Linked DNA regions of Oryctolagus cuniculus: region 2 is linked to region 1. Evidence: chromatin contacts called from public Hi-C data. All regions are on one chromosome and are shown on one strand. The core of a region is the stretch at or near the end of the contact, and the rest is flanking DNA. Distances in the headings are between cores, read along the strand shown. Region 1 overlaps SH3BP5 (SH3 domain binding protein 5). Region 2 overlaps METTL6 (methyltransferase 6, tRNA N3-cytidine).

The links. Hi-C and Micro-C count contacts between places; a contact is called where the count stands out from the background.
Region 2: a contact with region 1 is called in a Hi-C map of psoas muscle, with 8 times the contacts expected there. The contact joins two enhancer-like sites. A contact is called at or near these places in 3 of 6 Hi-C or Micro-C datasets (ear pinna, psoas muscle and an unstated tissue).

Annotation. Positions count from the first base shown.
Region 1 is chr4:150,929,109-150,936,923 of mOryCun1.1, reverse strand. It overlaps SH3BP5 (SH3 domain binding protein 5), which reads left to right. Exons shown (of 9, transcript XM_008266026.4): 4 at 3,122-3,286. The coding sequence starts at 3,263. Among named protein-coding and RNA genes, the nearest start is that of SH3BP5, 47 kb to the left of the region's middle. Within about 2 kb of position 4,118, at least 2 of the 8 cell types and tissues checked have an H3K27ac peak or open chromatin away from gene starts, as enhancers often do.
Region 2 is chr4:151,024,889-151,032,703 of mOryCun1.1, reverse strand. METTL6 (methyltransferase 6, tRNA N3-cytidine) reads left to right here. Exons shown (of 6, transcript XM_002716175.5): 6 at 1-322. The coding sequence ends at 6. Among named protein-coding and RNA genes, the nearest start is that of EAF1, 26 kb to the left of the region's middle. Within about 2 kb of position 4,788, at least 1 of the 8 cell types and tissues checked has an H3K27ac peak or open chromatin away from gene starts, as enhancers often do.

The sequences.
Region 1 (7,815 bases), core at 2,869-5,368:
GGAGGAAGCCCGCAGCAAGGCGCCTCCTCTGCCCAGGGTGGGTGACTGCAGTGCCCCTGCAGTGACAGGAGGGCTGTGACCTGGGGCGTGCTGGTTCCGGGGGCCTGCTGTGTGGTTGGCAGGCCATGAGCCGCCATGACTGAGAAGGGTATAGAAGTGTGGGAGGCGGGCCGGCGCCGTGGCTCACTTGGTTAATCCTCCACCTGTGGTGCCGGCATCCCATATGGGTGCTGGTTCTAGTTCCGGCTGTCCCTCTTCCAATCCAGCTCTCTGCTGTGGCCCAGGAGGGCAGTGGAGGATAAAAAAAAGTGTGGGAGGGTTCACAGGTATTGGCACAAAACCTTGGCCCCTCCTGCTTCGCAGCTCTTTTTTTTTTTTTTTTTTTTTTTAATTTACTTGAAAGAGTTACAGAGAGACAGAGGCAGAGAGAGAGAGAGAGAGAGGTCTTCTACCTACTGGTTCACTCCTCCGATGGCTGCAGCAGCTAGAGCTGTGCTGATCTGAAGCCAGGAGCCAGGAGCTTCTTCCCAGTTTGCCATGTGGGTGCAGGGCCCAAGCACTTGGGCCATCCTCTACTGCTTTCCCAGGCCATAGCAGAGAGCTGGATCGAAGTGGAGCAGCTCAGACCCAAACCAGTGCCCATATGGGATGCGGGCACTGCAGGTGGCGGCTTTACCCTCTACACCACAGCGCTGGCCCCTTGCTTGGCAGTTCTTGAACTGGGGAGACGCTCTGGGGTGGCACACAATGCCCGGTCGTTGCGGCCATTTGTGGAGTGAACCAGTGGATGGAAGCTCTCTCTGTCTCCACCACCCTTTGCTATAGTGCTGCCTTTCAAATAAATAAATGAATGAATCCTTACAAAAAAGATGTGTCATGCACGGCCGCCTGGGCCGAGCCATGTCTCCCCCGCCTCCGTGGAGTCTGGGAGTCATCTTCTTGGGAGGAGCTATGGGAAGTGCCAGGCTGCGGTGTGGCCGCCGCTGTGTTGGGGACATCCCTGCAAGGGCATCTCTACTTGCTTGAACAGAGAATAGGTTCATAATTAGGGAGGATTGCAGCGAGATGTCCTGTGAGTGTCCTGGCAGGTACAGCGTCCTCCTGTGTCTCCTGGTGTTGGTTTGCAGTGTGGTGAGGGGGGCGGGGTGGGTCTTGCCGGCCACGTTGCTCCTCAGTGGGTTGATCAGCTCCAGGGAGGTAGTGTGGCTGAGCACGCCTGAGTGGGCGTGGGTGACTTGGCTGGTCCCAGGGCCGCAGGGTGGGGCCGCGGCAGGCAGGTTCCTCATCAAAGGTGTTGCCTGGCCTTCCTTGTGAGCCGAGGCCGCAAGAGCTCTTAGAGATCCTCTTCTCAGGGCACTGGGTTCCTCCCGGCTTGGCCTGCGCTGGCCCTTGCCTGTCTCTGTGTCACCCTCTCCTTTGTCCTCGGCCAGGACCCCTGCAGCTCGCCCTGCAGGAAGTCATTTCTCCTTGGAGTTCCCTGTGGACTCCCTGCAGGCTGCGGAGTCCACCTTGGGCTGCTTCCTGGCGGAGCCCCCCTGGGGCCCCTCCCCCTCCCCTTTTGCCCTGGGGCGGGGTGGGGGTGGGGAGCTGGCGTGCTCCCAAGCCTCAGGTTCTCCTTTTCCCCTTCATCTTCTTCACAAGCGCCCTCAGCCTGCGGTTTCTGAACACTTCCTCTAAGTCATGTGAGAGTCACTCCCGGGCAGGGTGGGGCCCTGCTGGTCCTTCTCCCTTCTGAGCCCCAGGGGGCTGCCCCCTGGGTGTCCCAGCAGGGCCTCTGTCAGCCTAGGGGGACCCTGCGGTGGCCGACCCTTGGCCGTGGCCTGCGGGGGCTTTGGCGGGTGAACGGGATGTTTGGCAGCTGATTTCAGACACATTCACACTGCTGTAGTCATAGCCACGCGGCCTGTTCTTTGGGAAGCATTTCCCCCATCCTAGAGAAATGCAGTGTGCGTCTGCTACGTATTTTACATTTCCCAGTAGACAGAGTGGGGGAAAAAAAAGGGGGGGGGCAGCACCATAGGTTAATCCTCCGCCTGCGGCACTGGCATCCCATATGGGCGCCGGGTTCTAGTCCCAGTTGCTCCTCTTCCAGGCCAGCTCTCTGCTGTGGCCCGGGAGTGCAGTGGAGGATGGCCCAAGTGCTTGGGCGCCTGCACCCGCGTGGGAGACCAGGAGGAGGCACCTGGCTCCTGGCTTCGGATCGGCGCAGCGCGCCGGCCGTAGCAGCCATTTAGGGAGTGAACCAACGGAAGGAAGACCTTTCTCTCTGTCTCTCTCTCTCACTGTCTATAACTCTACCTGTCAAATAAATTTTAAAAAAGGAAACAAATGACCTTAATTTGAATGTATTTTACTTGGCCTCCCTATATCCCAGATGTTTCATCGTGTACTAAGTGCACAAATCACCCAGGGGCTGTTTTGTAGAGAGTCTTTAAAAATTAGGCGTGTTTTGTGCTCCACAGCGGATTAATACCATTTCAGATGCTCAGGAGCCCCCACGGGCTGGTGGGGCTGAGCTCTTACAGGTAGGCCCTTCCCTTGTCGCTGGTGTCCGTGAGTGTGACTGCAGTGGGGGGCTGTGTGGCAGAGCCACAGTGCTGGCCTGGGGACCGTGCTGCCAGCAGTCTGCCCCCAGCTCCCCGTTAACCAGCCCTGTGACCCTGGGTGGCCCGTGCTCCCTTGGGATCCTGCTCCCGTGGGGCCTCTCTGGTTCTGACATGCCCACAGTTGAGCCACAGGCCTGGGCAGGGAAGGTATTGGGCACCACCGTGTCCACCTTGGCCTTAGGAATCTCCCGGAGCGTGTGACCACAGCTGGGTGCACCTGTCTGCCACTGACTGAGGGCCCATGTGTTTCTTCTGATCCTTTGGGTCCTGCATTGGGAAAAGTACCCGTTCAGCGAGTCGGCACCCGCTCCTCGTCGGGCGACTGTTGTCCTGTCTGGCGTTTCCAAGGCCTTGGGGTACCTCGCCTGTCCCAGAGTGGGAGAGGCAGAGCTGGACGGGGCACATCCTGGCTCTCAGGGTGCTCGTTTCCTTGGGGGTGGGGGTCGGGGTGGGGGAGAGCGTGACAGGCCATGGGGAGCCCCTGTCACTTCTTACGGGGGTGCTTTGTCACGCAGGCTCAGCTGGAAGCCCAGAAGGCCACACAGGACTTCCAGAGGGCCACGGAGGTGCTGCGTGCCGCCAAGGAGACCATCTCGCTGGCCGAGCAGCGGCTGCTGGAGGATGACAAGCGACAGTTCGACTCCGCCTGGCAGGAGATGCTGAACCACGCCACCCAGAGGGTAGGAGCCGCCCTGGGCTGCGGCTGCGCCCGCGCTGCACTGCGCATGCGCTGCGTTCCCCCAGGTGTCCATAGTCTCTCTCCAGAGGTCAGCTTATCTTCAGGTGGTCCCAGCCTGGTGCCAGGTCCCACTCGGGTCACTGCTCCCCCGCTCAGGGCCGCTTGGAGGTCAGCCTGGTAGAGCTCATCCCTGAAGGTCTTGACCGTGGACTTGGGCACCTCAGGGGGACCAGGTAGTTTTCCACAGTCCATTCCCACGGAGCCCCAGCAGAGGGCCGTGCCCGGGTGTGGAGTTCCAAGTGGACGTCTCAACCGCGCTGGACCTGGGCTCGGCGGTGGTGCTGTTGGTGGAAGGCGGGGGTCGTGGTGGATTAGACCAGAGTTCAGGGGGCCTGGTGAGGCTGGGATTCGAGGAGCCAGCCTGTGTGGAGGAAGCGGGCTGTGTCTGATCTTCAGTCCTTGACTGGCTTGGTTTTCTGCTGTTATTCTGGGGCTCCTGTCTGGCCAGGTGGCTCCACGTGGGAAGTGGTAGAACTCTGGTCCGCTGGGGCTGCTGTAACTGATGGACCGTAAACCCAGTGGTTTATAAGCCCCAGAAAAGTGCACCCCCCAGTTCCTGAGAACGAGGCGCCGGCAGGTGTGTCTACAGAGGGCTCATCTCCCGGCTCGTGGTGGCACGGGGCACAGAGCTCTCTTGGGTCTCTGTCATAAAGGCACCAGTACTGTTAACAGAGGCTTTACACTGTGAGCTGATCAGCCCAAAGGCCCCACCCCCTAAGGCCACCACGCCAGGGATCAGGTTTCAGCACAGGACTTGGGGGCTGGGGGACAGGTAGGGATGACAGCGGGACCTGGGCAGGGGCAGGTAGAGAGGACAGTTTGGCTGCGCGGGACCTGGGCACTCCTGCCTGCCTCTGCTGGGCTTCTATGCTGCCCAGAATGGGGGCCTCCTGGGTTCCTCCCTCCTGTTCCTGCTGACCTTCAGCGCCAGCCTGGGCCCGGCCTCCCCCCCCCACCCCCACCCCCCAACTGGCTGACTGCAGGGTGGCCAGGGAGCTTCGCTCCGGGGGCGTCAGACCACAGCTCTGGCCCAGGCCGGGGTCAGGGAGGCAGGGTCAGGTCACGGTGCTGAGCTGTGGCTCCCGAGGCTGCCAGGGGACTGGAATAGAAAGGCGGGAGGGGTGCCAGCAGCCTCTCCCCTTTCAGTGTCGCACGGATAGGGGCCCGCGCTTCCTTAAATAGAAAGCCAGGGTCAGATCCTTGACCACCTCCCCGCGGGTCTGCCCAGGAGCTGGCTCTGTGTGAGTCTTCTGCCCCCCAGTGGGCCTGATGCTCACAGCTGAGTCCAGGCTGGGACCGCTTTTTGGGGGTCAGTCGGGGAAGCCAAAGGGGAGGGTGGAAATCTTGGAGATTGACAAGCCAGAGAGGTTTGAAATGGACACCCCGTCATTCCACTCCCCGTGCCTGCCCTCCCTGCACTAAGAGAACCCAGCCATCAGCTGTCCTCAAAGCCTCCCTCCACCCCTGCTGGAGCTCTGGGTCGGCCTGTAAGAAATTATTCCATGTGTTCTTTAAAAGACGAGCAAAGCTTAAAAACAAACAAACAAACAAACAAAAAACACCGAGCAAAGCATGCATCTGCTTTGAATGTCACTTTACAAAATTAAAATTATTTTTTCCAAACATTTGTTTCGTATGAGAGACTCACAAAGAAATCTCCCATCTGCTGGTTCATTCCCCAGATACCCACAATGGCCGAGGCTGGGCTAGGGCCAAAGCTGGGAGCCCAGAAGTCCATCCGGGTCTCCCTGGGGTCTCCAACCGGGGACCCAGTTGCTGGAGCCGTCCGGGCTCTGCCCTGGCAGAGGCTGGAGTCAGAAGCCAGAGCGGGAATCAGACTGGGGCACTCAGCTGCAGGATGTTGGGTGTCTTAACTGCTAGGCCAAATGCTCAGCCCTGCACTGATTATCTAGTTTCCCAGTTTTGAGGCCCTAGTGGCGGGGGGGAGTGTGCCCAAGGAGAGGTGCTTCCGGACTTCCACACTGCACACTTTGAGCAGGGGGCACTGTTCACAGCAGTCTTGGGGAAAGTCGCTCTCTGCAGTTGTGCAGTGCACACACCTGGAGCTGTACGAGATGTCCTGGCACCTCCTGAGGTCACGCAGGGCTCCACAGTGGCCCTGGAGGCTCAGGGGATGTGTGCCTTCTCCATGGCTTCCTTAGGGAAGGGCCCAGTCGTTCCGTGTCCTTGGCCATGGGGGACACCTCTGCAGATGAGAGGGCCAGGGCCAGGGCCAGGGCCAGGGTCAGGCTTTCCACCTTGGGGTTGGCGTTTCTCATTTCCTTCACGGTTGCATAGTCTGACTGCTTCTCCCTGAACTGACGGATTCAAAACTGACGCCAGCAAGAGGCAGCCTGAATGCAGCCTGCAGGGCAAGCTCTCTGGACGTGAGGGTGCCACAGAGCTGCATGCTCCCTGCAGGCCAGACGCCTGGCTTTGCGGTTGTGCTGCTGACCGGGAACCCATCTCTGGGATCCCGTCTCCCCAGAAGGGGGCTCATGTTGACCACCGCAGAGCCTCACGGGCCTGGGCGCTCATCCTGCCGAGGGACACTGCTTGTCTGACTTAATCCTCCGGGAAGCCTGCGTCCAAGGAAGGTACTAGCCTAAGGCCGAGGAAGAGCAGACCCAGAGCAAGGCTGGGGTGCAGGTGTTCGGCCTGGGGTTAGGACGCTGCCCGGGACACCCCATTCCATGTCGGGGTGCCTGGGTTTAGTCTCAGTTCTGCTCCCACCTCCAGCTTCCTGCTCTGGTGCACACCCTGGGAGGCAGCAGGGTGATGGCTCACGTGGTTGGCTCCCCGTCTCCCAAGTGGGAGACCTGGATTGAGCTCCTGCCTCCTGGCTTCTGCCTGGTCCAGCCGGGCCATCGTGGGCATTTGGGGGGTGAAGCAGAGGATGGGCGATGTGGGAGTCCATGCCACCTCGCCTCGTCCTCTGTTAAATAAATACCTACACACATAAAAAAAGAAGAGGAGGGGGAGGAGGGCCCAGGGCTGGCCTTTCTGGGAACGTGAGGGCGTTTTGTCCTGGCCCTGCTGCAGGAGGGTGGGCCCGGGAGGAGGGAACACGGCTGGGAGCTGGGGGGGCCTAGGCTGTTCCGAGCTGGTGCAGCAGGTGGCTGCCGGAGGCTCAGCCAGCCCCAGCCCCTGGTCCCGGGGAGCAGGTGAGCTGCGTGGGGCAGCCGTGCTGGCACATGTGGGTCTGAACCGCCCCCTCCCGTGTGGTGGTGAGAGCTGCCTTCTTGGGAGTGGGAAGAATCACGCAGTGGTGTGCAGGGCTCACTGAGGGCCTGAGCAGACGGTGAGACTGCTGTTCCCTGCGGAGCGGCCTGGCCTTGGCCCTGTGCTGCCGGCAAGACACGGAGGGACAGGCCCCTGGGGACGGGCAAGCAGCAAGCTGCGGCCATGTCGGCCGGGTAGCTCCCACTTGGTGCGGGTCGTTCTGCAGGCTTGGGACGCAGGGTGAAGCTTGGCCCACCTGTGCAGTGCCCACCGGCGTCTGGATAGGGAGGCCCCAGCTGTTGGACAAGTCTCCTGTGGGCTGCTCTGAGCAAGGGCAGGGCTCCCGGGGGCGGGCACGCTGCCGGTGCTGGACGGGGCGGGGAGGGTGGTGGCTGGTCTTGGGTGGCATCCCAGGGCCCGCTGCCCACCTGCTTGCCTGGTGCCGGCTCTGGCTGTCTCCTGGGCGGTCCCGGGGGTGGAGTGGGTGTCTGAAGGTTTCGGGAACCCCAGGGTGGCCTGGCTTCTTAGGGCTGCCGGCTGAGGCAGACACAGTCTGAAGTTGGCAGGGAGCCGGTGGCTCGCCCCAGGCATGGAGAAAGTTCCAGAGTATCCAGCTCGGCCCCCTGGAGCAGAGTGCTCCTGGGAGCTGGCCCGGGCAGATGGCGGTGGGGCAGAGGGCCCCAGGGCCGGATGAGAGGAGGGAGCGCAGCCCCTGCCAGCCCCTGCAGCACTTTGGCTGCCACTGCCCCAAAGACCACAGACTCGAGGTCGCCCTCCCAGGTTCACCTGCCGCGGGCTCCAGGTGTTGCTGACTTGAGAGTCACTGCTGGGCTTAGTCTGTTGTGTGCTGGGCAGTGCCTGTACACAGCAGGTACTTAATCAGCGCATGGGGCTCTGAACTGAATATGATGGGAGTAAAGAGGAAGAGCTTGGTACAGGGATGGGGGTGGGGTTCTCGAGTCCAGACCTGACGTCTGGTTAACGGGACCTTTGAGGAGAGCAGGGTGCCCCTTGGGGGGCCTGGGGTGTGGCTTCAGGGGCCTTAGGTCTGAGCCATGGCTGTTCCTTGGGCCGCTTCTGTGGCTGTGCTCTGTTCCCTGCTGCTTCCACTTCCCTGGAGAACCCTGGGCCCGGGGCTGCCCCCTCCTCCCTTGCCTGATGCAGGCTGCAGCAGGAGGGGGGGGGGGCTCCTTGGTTACCTAGGAGACGTGGCCAAGGTGACACGCTTGGTGGCCTTCTCCCCGGAGG
Region 2 (7,815 bases), core at 3,539-6,038, 95 kb before region 1:
AGATAACTCATCAGGGGCCAGTGCCGTGGCGCTATGGGTTAAAGCCACCGCCTGCAGTGCCAGCATCCCATGTGGGTGCTGGTTCAAGTCTCAGCTGCTCCACTTCGATCCAGCTCTCTGCTATGGCCTGGGAAAGCAGTAGAAGAAGGTCCAAGTGCTTGGGCCTCTGCACCCGTGTGGGAGACCCAGAAGAGGCTCCAGGCTCCTGGTTTTGGATTGTTGTGGCCAACTGGGAAGTGAACCAGCGGATGGAAGAACTCTCTCTCTCTGTGCCTCTGCCTCTATGTAACACTTTCAAATAAATAAATCTTTTTTTAAAAAAGATTACTCATTACTCTTTTTACTTTGTGTACTCTTTATTTTAATTTTTAAATGAGCATATATCATTTTCCTGTTAAAAAGTACTAAATGTGTGTGTGTTACAGGAATGCAGGTCAAACTGCAAGGCCTGAAAAGTCAAGAGAATTTGGTGGTCTAACCTAACCTGGCCATGGTGAATCATAGTAAATCTGGCTGTAAAATTCCTCCCAGGAAACCGGAAGAGCCCTGTAGCACTTACGGAGGTCCCTGTCATTACTGTAAGTGTGCCTCCAGCTCACATAACCCCACTGACAATGGAGCCAAGTAGACGAAAATAACGCTCCTGGAGATGCTTTGCGCCTGAAGGATTCTTCTCTCTCCCTGTGTCCTCCCTCAGCTCGCGTGTGGCTCTCTCAGGACCAGGGTTGCACACGTACTGCTTTGGCTGTGTCTCTGCTCCAGGACCTGCCGGGCTCTCTGCCCGAGTCCTCAGACCCTCTGTGATTGGGCTTGTTCCCACCCGCGCTGTTTGCCCTGGCAGAGGGTACCCCCACCTCCATCTGTGCAGAGCAGCGTTCCTGGGAATTCAGTTGATGTCTAGTTTAGAGTTCCAATTTTGTTGCTGAGAGGGGCACAAATGGGCGTCCCAACCCCTGTCGTGCAGTGAGGCAGCCGTGGCCAGGGGTAAAGGATGTGGCTCAGGTCACACAGCAGGTGTGGTGGACTGTGGGGGAACCCCGTATTAATCTGCTGACTTGTTTCTCCAGTACTGCCATAGGGTGACTTTCACTATGAAATAAAAGCAGAGTGCTTGTGGTCAGCTCACAAGACTTGATCCGAAAGCTTGTATGTCTCCCTTTCTGCAGAAAGCTGTTGACGAGCACATAGGGGGGACTGCGCACACAGCAAGCTAGGGCACTGCCGCCCGAACCGCGCCTGGAGACAGGCACCCCAGAGGGACGGGCTGGTTCATAGTCTTCACAATCAAATAAATCCTCTTGGCTCCTGGGGAGAAGAGGGACAGGCAGAGGCGCTCGGAGCGTACTTGCTTGCTGACCTCACTCTGCCATCTGTCCTCAATTTCTTGGAGAGGTGCAGGAGGGAGCAGATCTTTTGCTGGTCTGTTGATTTGATTTTCTGTATCCTTTGGAGACTGGAAGATAGCTGTTCCAGATAAGAGCAAAACTGACAAGGGAGCTGGCACTGAGGCACAGTAGGTTAATCCTCTGCCTGTAGCACCAGCAGCCCATATGGGTGCCATTTCTAGTCCTGGCTGCTCCTTTTCCAGTCCAGCTCTCTGCTATGGCCTGGGAAAGCAGAAGATGACCAAGCCACTTTGGTCCCTGCACCCACATGGGAGACCCAGAAGAATCTCCTGGCTGCTGACTTCAGATTGGCCCAGCTCTGGTCATTGTGGCCATTTGGGGAGTGAACCAGTGGATAGAAGACCTTCCTCTCTGTTTCTCCCTCTCACTGTCTAACTCTACCTCTCAAATAAATAAAATCTTTAAAAAAAAAAAAAAAAAACTGGTGAGGAATAAAACAGAGCTTGTTTTTTCCTGAAATCCACTTGTGCAGCAGGTGGGAGGCTCTAGGCCTCAGAGTGACTGTTAGGGGAGAGCCAGGCCCAGCCCCAGGCTTCTCACGGTAGTCCAGGGCTCTTGCCTCTAAGCCTCCTCCGCCCACTGAATCCCAGGCCAGTGTCAGTCTGGGACACTGCCCAGCACCCTCCTCACAAGCCCTTCACCTGTGTCCCCAGCAGGTCTGATCCGCATCTGGGTTGTAGTGGCTGAGCCGGATGGAGACCATATTGAAAGTGGAAAGCAGCGAGCAGTTTAGTGTAATAGAAGAATGGCTTTGTTATCAAAAGAAAACCATTTGGAATTTTAAAAAACAGTTTATATTGTATTTATTGGAAAGGCAATCGCAGAGAGAGGAGAGAGAGAGAGAGAGATCTTGCATCCGCTGGTTAAGTCCCAAAATGGCCATAACAGCCGAGGCTGGGCCATGTAGAAGCCAGGAGCCCGGAGCTTTTTCTGAATCTTCCACGTGGGTGGCAGGGGCCCAAGCACTTGGGCCATCACCTGCTGCTTTCCCAGGCACATTAGCAGGGAGCTGGATGGAAGTAGAGCAGCCGTGTCTCAAATGGTGCCCATATGAGATGGTGGCGTCGCAAGCAGAGGCTGAACCTGCTACGCCATTTGGAATTCTGACCTCATCCTGTGACCTGTTTGAACCTCAGATTAAATTCCTCCTCTGGAAAATGGCTGTGGTTTTACTCTAAAAGTGTTCTTAGGATGACAGGGAAAACTATGTATAATGTGTGGCACCTAGTAACCTTGTAATATCCGTACAGTAACATTCCCTTCACTTTCTGGTAACATTTTGTTGAACTTTAGCATACATGCAGAGGGGCTTCCGCACAAGTTGTCTAGCTCAGTGACGTCACAGTGAAGACACCTGTGTAGCGAGCGTCCCAGCAGAGAGACAGGAGGACCAGTGTGCCAGAACCCCCTTTCCCGGCCCCTTCCAGTTGCCGTCTTCCCTCTCCTCTGCCACCAAGGTCACAAGTATTCTGCCTTCTAACACCATAATTTTTCTGCTTTCTGTCTTATTTTTAAATTCTCCCCCCCCCCCCAAAGAGTTTAAGAACAGCTTAGGCAAATAAATTACAAGATTTTAAGTAAGGAAATGAGAATAAAGGAAAAAAAAAAAAAAAAAAAACAAGTGGAGGCCAGGAATAAGGTCAGCAATAGACCATATTACAGGAGGTTGTCTGTACTTCAGGCAGATTGCAGGTTTGACTTGCAGTGGTCTCAGTACAGAGCGGGACACGGACTTGAGAGGAAGGCGAGGCAGCTGCTGGAGATCCGCAGACGCCTCCCCTCCAGCTCACAGCACTTTCACAGCGGCTTCACCAACAGTAAATGCAAGCATCCAGTGCTGTTTCTGAGAATGCCACTTAATCCAGATCAAACCCCCAGAGTGGGCCAGGCCTTGATCCGGTGGCGGGACGGAAGGGCGATAGGCTGGGTGGGTTTTAGAATTCCCAGGGTGGTGGGTGGCTGCCCCCCACCCCGCCCCGCAGTCCCCGTGAGTAGTGTTCTCAGTCACAGGTTTGATGTGAACTGAGGAACCAGGCGGTTAAGTGCCCCTCCCTGAGAAGTGCAGCTGTTGGCGGCTGCTGCAAGGCCAGACCATTGCCCAAGAGAGACAGGTAGGTGGGATTGGCTGGGAGAGAAGGCCAGGGGCCGACCAGGGGGTGGGGGGCACCTGTGAACCAAGCCAACGGTTTCCTCCAAAGACAGCTTGGAATGGCTGCCACCCATGGCCCAAGGTCTGGCCAGCAAAGAGGCTGCACAAGTTTTCCCTTGGAATATCCCGAGCTGCTTTTGTGGTGTGTCTGCCTCTGACGCTGAGCAAGGCAACCTCTCAGTGACCCCGCTTGAAGATGCTTTGATTGCGAAATACACTTGTTAAATGAAGAAGGTTACTGAGTCCTTCAGAGGCTTGGCGTGTGAGCCAGTGGATCGGTTTAGGAAACTCAGGCTTTCCTTAAAAAGGCTAAGCATAAAAAACAAACAAAAAACATGGCTTCAGTCCCACTACCCTAGGGCCCTTGTGTCCATTTCCCAGGTACACGTCCACTAATGCACCCCAAAATAAGAGCAGAGGAGGGGGCAAGTGTTGTGGCACAGCAGCGTAAGCTACCTCTGTGTCCTTATTGGAGAGCTTGTGCGAGTCCCAGCTATTCCGCTTCTGATCTAGCTCCCTGCTAATGAGCCTGGGAGGCAACAGAAGATGGCCCAAGTACTCGAGTTCCTGCTACTCCTGCAGGAGACCAGGATGAAGTTCTTGGGTTATGATTTCAGCCTGGCCCAGCCCCGGCTCTTGGCAGCTATTTGGGGAGTGAACCAGCAGATAGAAGGCATCTCTCTTTCTCTCTCTCTCTTTCTCTCTCTCTCTCCCTCCCCCCTTTCTTCTCTATCACTCTGCCTTTTAAATAAAGAAATCTATTTAAAAAAAAGGGGGTGGGGAGAGTCTATTCCCCCATAGTTTGTATGCCTGGGGACCAGGAAAGCAAATCTCTGGTTGGTTTAGTAGCAAAGCTCTGATGCTAATAGCTTTGGTGGAATTCTGTGGAGTGCGGAGTCAGCCGGCATTGCCTTGTCTTCCCAGAAAACAACCCTCAGAAAAGGCGTGAGCACTGATTAGCAGCACTATGAGCCCGGTGGAAGTATATGTATGCACGTTTATGTAGATGTCATATGCTATATAATATATATATACTTTGAGTTTTTGTTGCGTACAAAGATTGTATAGGTGATGTAGTAATAAATACACATTTCTGCACACACTCCATACGATAGCACTAATGAGACTTGGAGTGGCAATGTCTGGATTCAAGTCCATACGAGTCACCACTCCTCCGAGACCGAGACTCCAGTCCTTGTAGCTGGGGCTGCTGCCGGGATGAAACAGCATCACTCACTGGGAGAACTTCGTTTTCAGTGTCAGTCGGGTGCTAGTAATTTCTATTATTTTGTTTTCCTCAAGTATACGATCTTGTGATTGTCATTCTCTAACAGAGCGGAAACAACTCACAAGCTGTCATTCGTCCTGGCGGGGGCCTGGGGCTTGAACTCACCTCCACAAGGGGGCGCTAGAGGCCAAATATTCCCATTGGCCTTCCATTAAATGACAACTTTTTTGTCATTGAAGAGGGAGGAAAATACTGCTACAAATGTGTTTTGTAGGTCAACTTTGGCTCGTAAGATCCATTTTTGCTCCCTTGGATAAGCAAGCGAGGGTGGTTTGCACCCAGCATTTCACCTTACTTTCCCTACGCAGGCGGCCTGTGTGCGCTCAATGGCAGGCAGCATTCTGAGCAGCCTCTGAGTGGGAAGGTGACTGCGAGGCGCCAGGCACGTCAGGGAATAGAAATGAGTATGTCCGGGACGCCAGCAAGGACGTTGTTGCCCTGTGGATAGATAACATCTGCTGGCCTCTCGCTTATTCCGAAATGGTTCTGAGGACTCGTTTTGACTGTCGTTCGGGACTCAGAGCCACAGAGGGGGCTGCAGCATGGCTACTTGTCTGCCGCCCCGTTGTCCTGAGCTGTCTTTGCTAGCATTTGGGTCCTATTTCATGGCCGCCTACCAGGGAAGAGAAATGTGAAGTCAATCTAGTGAACCCGGAAGGTGTTCCGTGGAATCGTATTTTCTGTTGGGAAGTATTTCCGGTAAATTTAAATAAGGTTCAGCTCCCGAAGCCAGCTGTCTCTTCTCTTCTCCTTTATGTGTTTCTCAAGTGTGTGACGTTTCATCAAATAGCGTTCGGGTGGGCCGGGGGCAGCCGAGGACACCTGGAGACCAGGGTTGGGAGGGGGACAGTGAGGGCGCAGTGCAGAGGTGGGGCCGTCCCCCCAGCACTTCCCGGAGAGGAGGCCACACACACACACTCAGGACAACAGAGCAAGGAGAAAGAGGAAGAGAGGGGCCACCAGACTTGCGGGGGCCGCTGTCACCAGCGTGTGGAAAGAATCTTCCACGCCTACACAGTGGAGGTCCCACGTGCTGTGGTCTGGGGCGCGGCCGGGGAAGTGGAGACCCGCCCTAGCTCCTCTAAAATACCTTGCAAAGCTCATCCAGATCTGTAAGAGAAATACCACGAATGGCAAACATGAAACCATTCCACGGGACATACAACTGCTAACAAAAATGTCAATTCTAATAAGAAATAAATTATTATATTAAATAAAATGATTATAAATGAAGGTGAGACTCCCTTTTATGCCTATCAGACTAAGAGAGTTGGGAAAATAAAATAGTGCTAGTGCAAGAGGGACTGATACAGAAAGTATGCTTTTTCTGAAATAGCATTGTCTACTAGAACTTTCTGGAGCAATGAAAATGTTCTCTGTCTGGGCCCATGCTGGGCATAGCAGGCTAAGCCTCTGCCTGGAATGCTAGCAAACCATATGGGCGCCAGTTCTGGTCCTGGCTGCTCCTCTTCTGATCTAGCTCCCTGCTATGGCCTGGGAAAACACTGGAAGATGGCCCAAGTGCTTGGGCCCCTGCACTCACATAGGAGACCTGGAAGAAGCTCCTGGTCCCTGGTTTCAGATCTGCTCAGCTCCACCCATTGCAGCCACTGGGGGAGAGAGCCAGTGGATGGAAGACCTTTCACTGTCTCTCCCACTCTCTATGTAACTCTGCCTCTCAAATAAATTAATCTAAAAAAAAAAAAGTTCTCTATCTTCATTGCCCAGTGTGGTACCCTTTAGCCACGTGGCTAGTAACAACAGGCTAGGACAACAAAGAAATTGATTTTTTTTATATTGCTTTTAAATTTACATGCAAATAGCCCCATGTGGCTGATGGCCACCATACTGGACAGCACAGGTCTAAAACACAAATAGATATTGTGTGTCAGACCCCTTAAATCTATTTACAAGCTTTGATCTGGAATGTTTTGGAATTCAGATTAAGGAAATAGAGGAGTTTTTGTGAAGATTTTCAGCACTGTGCTGTTTGCAATAGCTTAAATAGCTTAAATGTCTAAAAGTAGGAGATTGGTTATATACCTAGTAGCACAATAAGTAAATCTCTCATCCTTAGCAACAAGAAAATGTTCATGATCTAAGGTACGTAAACAGAAATCTAAGGCTGGAGGTAAGTATAGTTTCAATAATGTTTAAAAAGAAATATAAAAAGTAGGGGCTGGTGCTGTGGTTCAGTGAGGTAAAGCCCCAGCCTGCAGTGCTGGCATCCCATATGGCCCCCGGTTCAAGTCCCGGCTGCTTCTCTTCCGATCCAGCTCTCTGCTGTGGCCTGGGAAAGCAGTGGAGGATGGACCAAGTTTTCGGGCCCTGCACCCGTGTGGGAGACCTGGAGGAAGCACCTGGCTCCTGGCTTCGGATCGGCACAGCCCCAGCCATTGTGGCCAATTGGGGAGTGAACCAGCAAATGGAAGACCTCTCTCTCTCTGTGCCTCTCTGTCTCTCTGACTCTCTCTCTGTAACTCTGACTTTCAAATAAATAAATAAATAAATAATTTAAATAAATAAAGAAATAATTATAAAAGGGTAGGGAGCTGATTATTTGGTATGTGTGGAGGGGGGGAATGGGTAGCTCACACAGAACAAGGCACCAATCCAGAATATTTTGGGGTATTTTTTTTTTTTAAATTTTTGACAGGCAGAGTGGATAGTGAGAGAGAGAGAGAGAGAGAGAGAGAGAGAGAAAGGTCTTCCTTTCGCCGTTGGTTCACCCTCCAATGGCCGCCGCGGCCGGCGCATCGCGCTGATCTGAAGCCAGGAGCCAGTGCTTCTCCTGGTCTCTCATGCGGGTGCAGGGCCCAAGGACTTGGGCCATCCTCCACTGCACTCCCTGGCCACAGCAGAGAGCTGGCCTGGAAGAGGGGCAACCGGGACAGAATCCGGCACACCGATCGGGACTAGAACCTGGTGTGCCGGTGCCACAAGGCAGAGGATTAGCCTATTCAGCCGCGGCG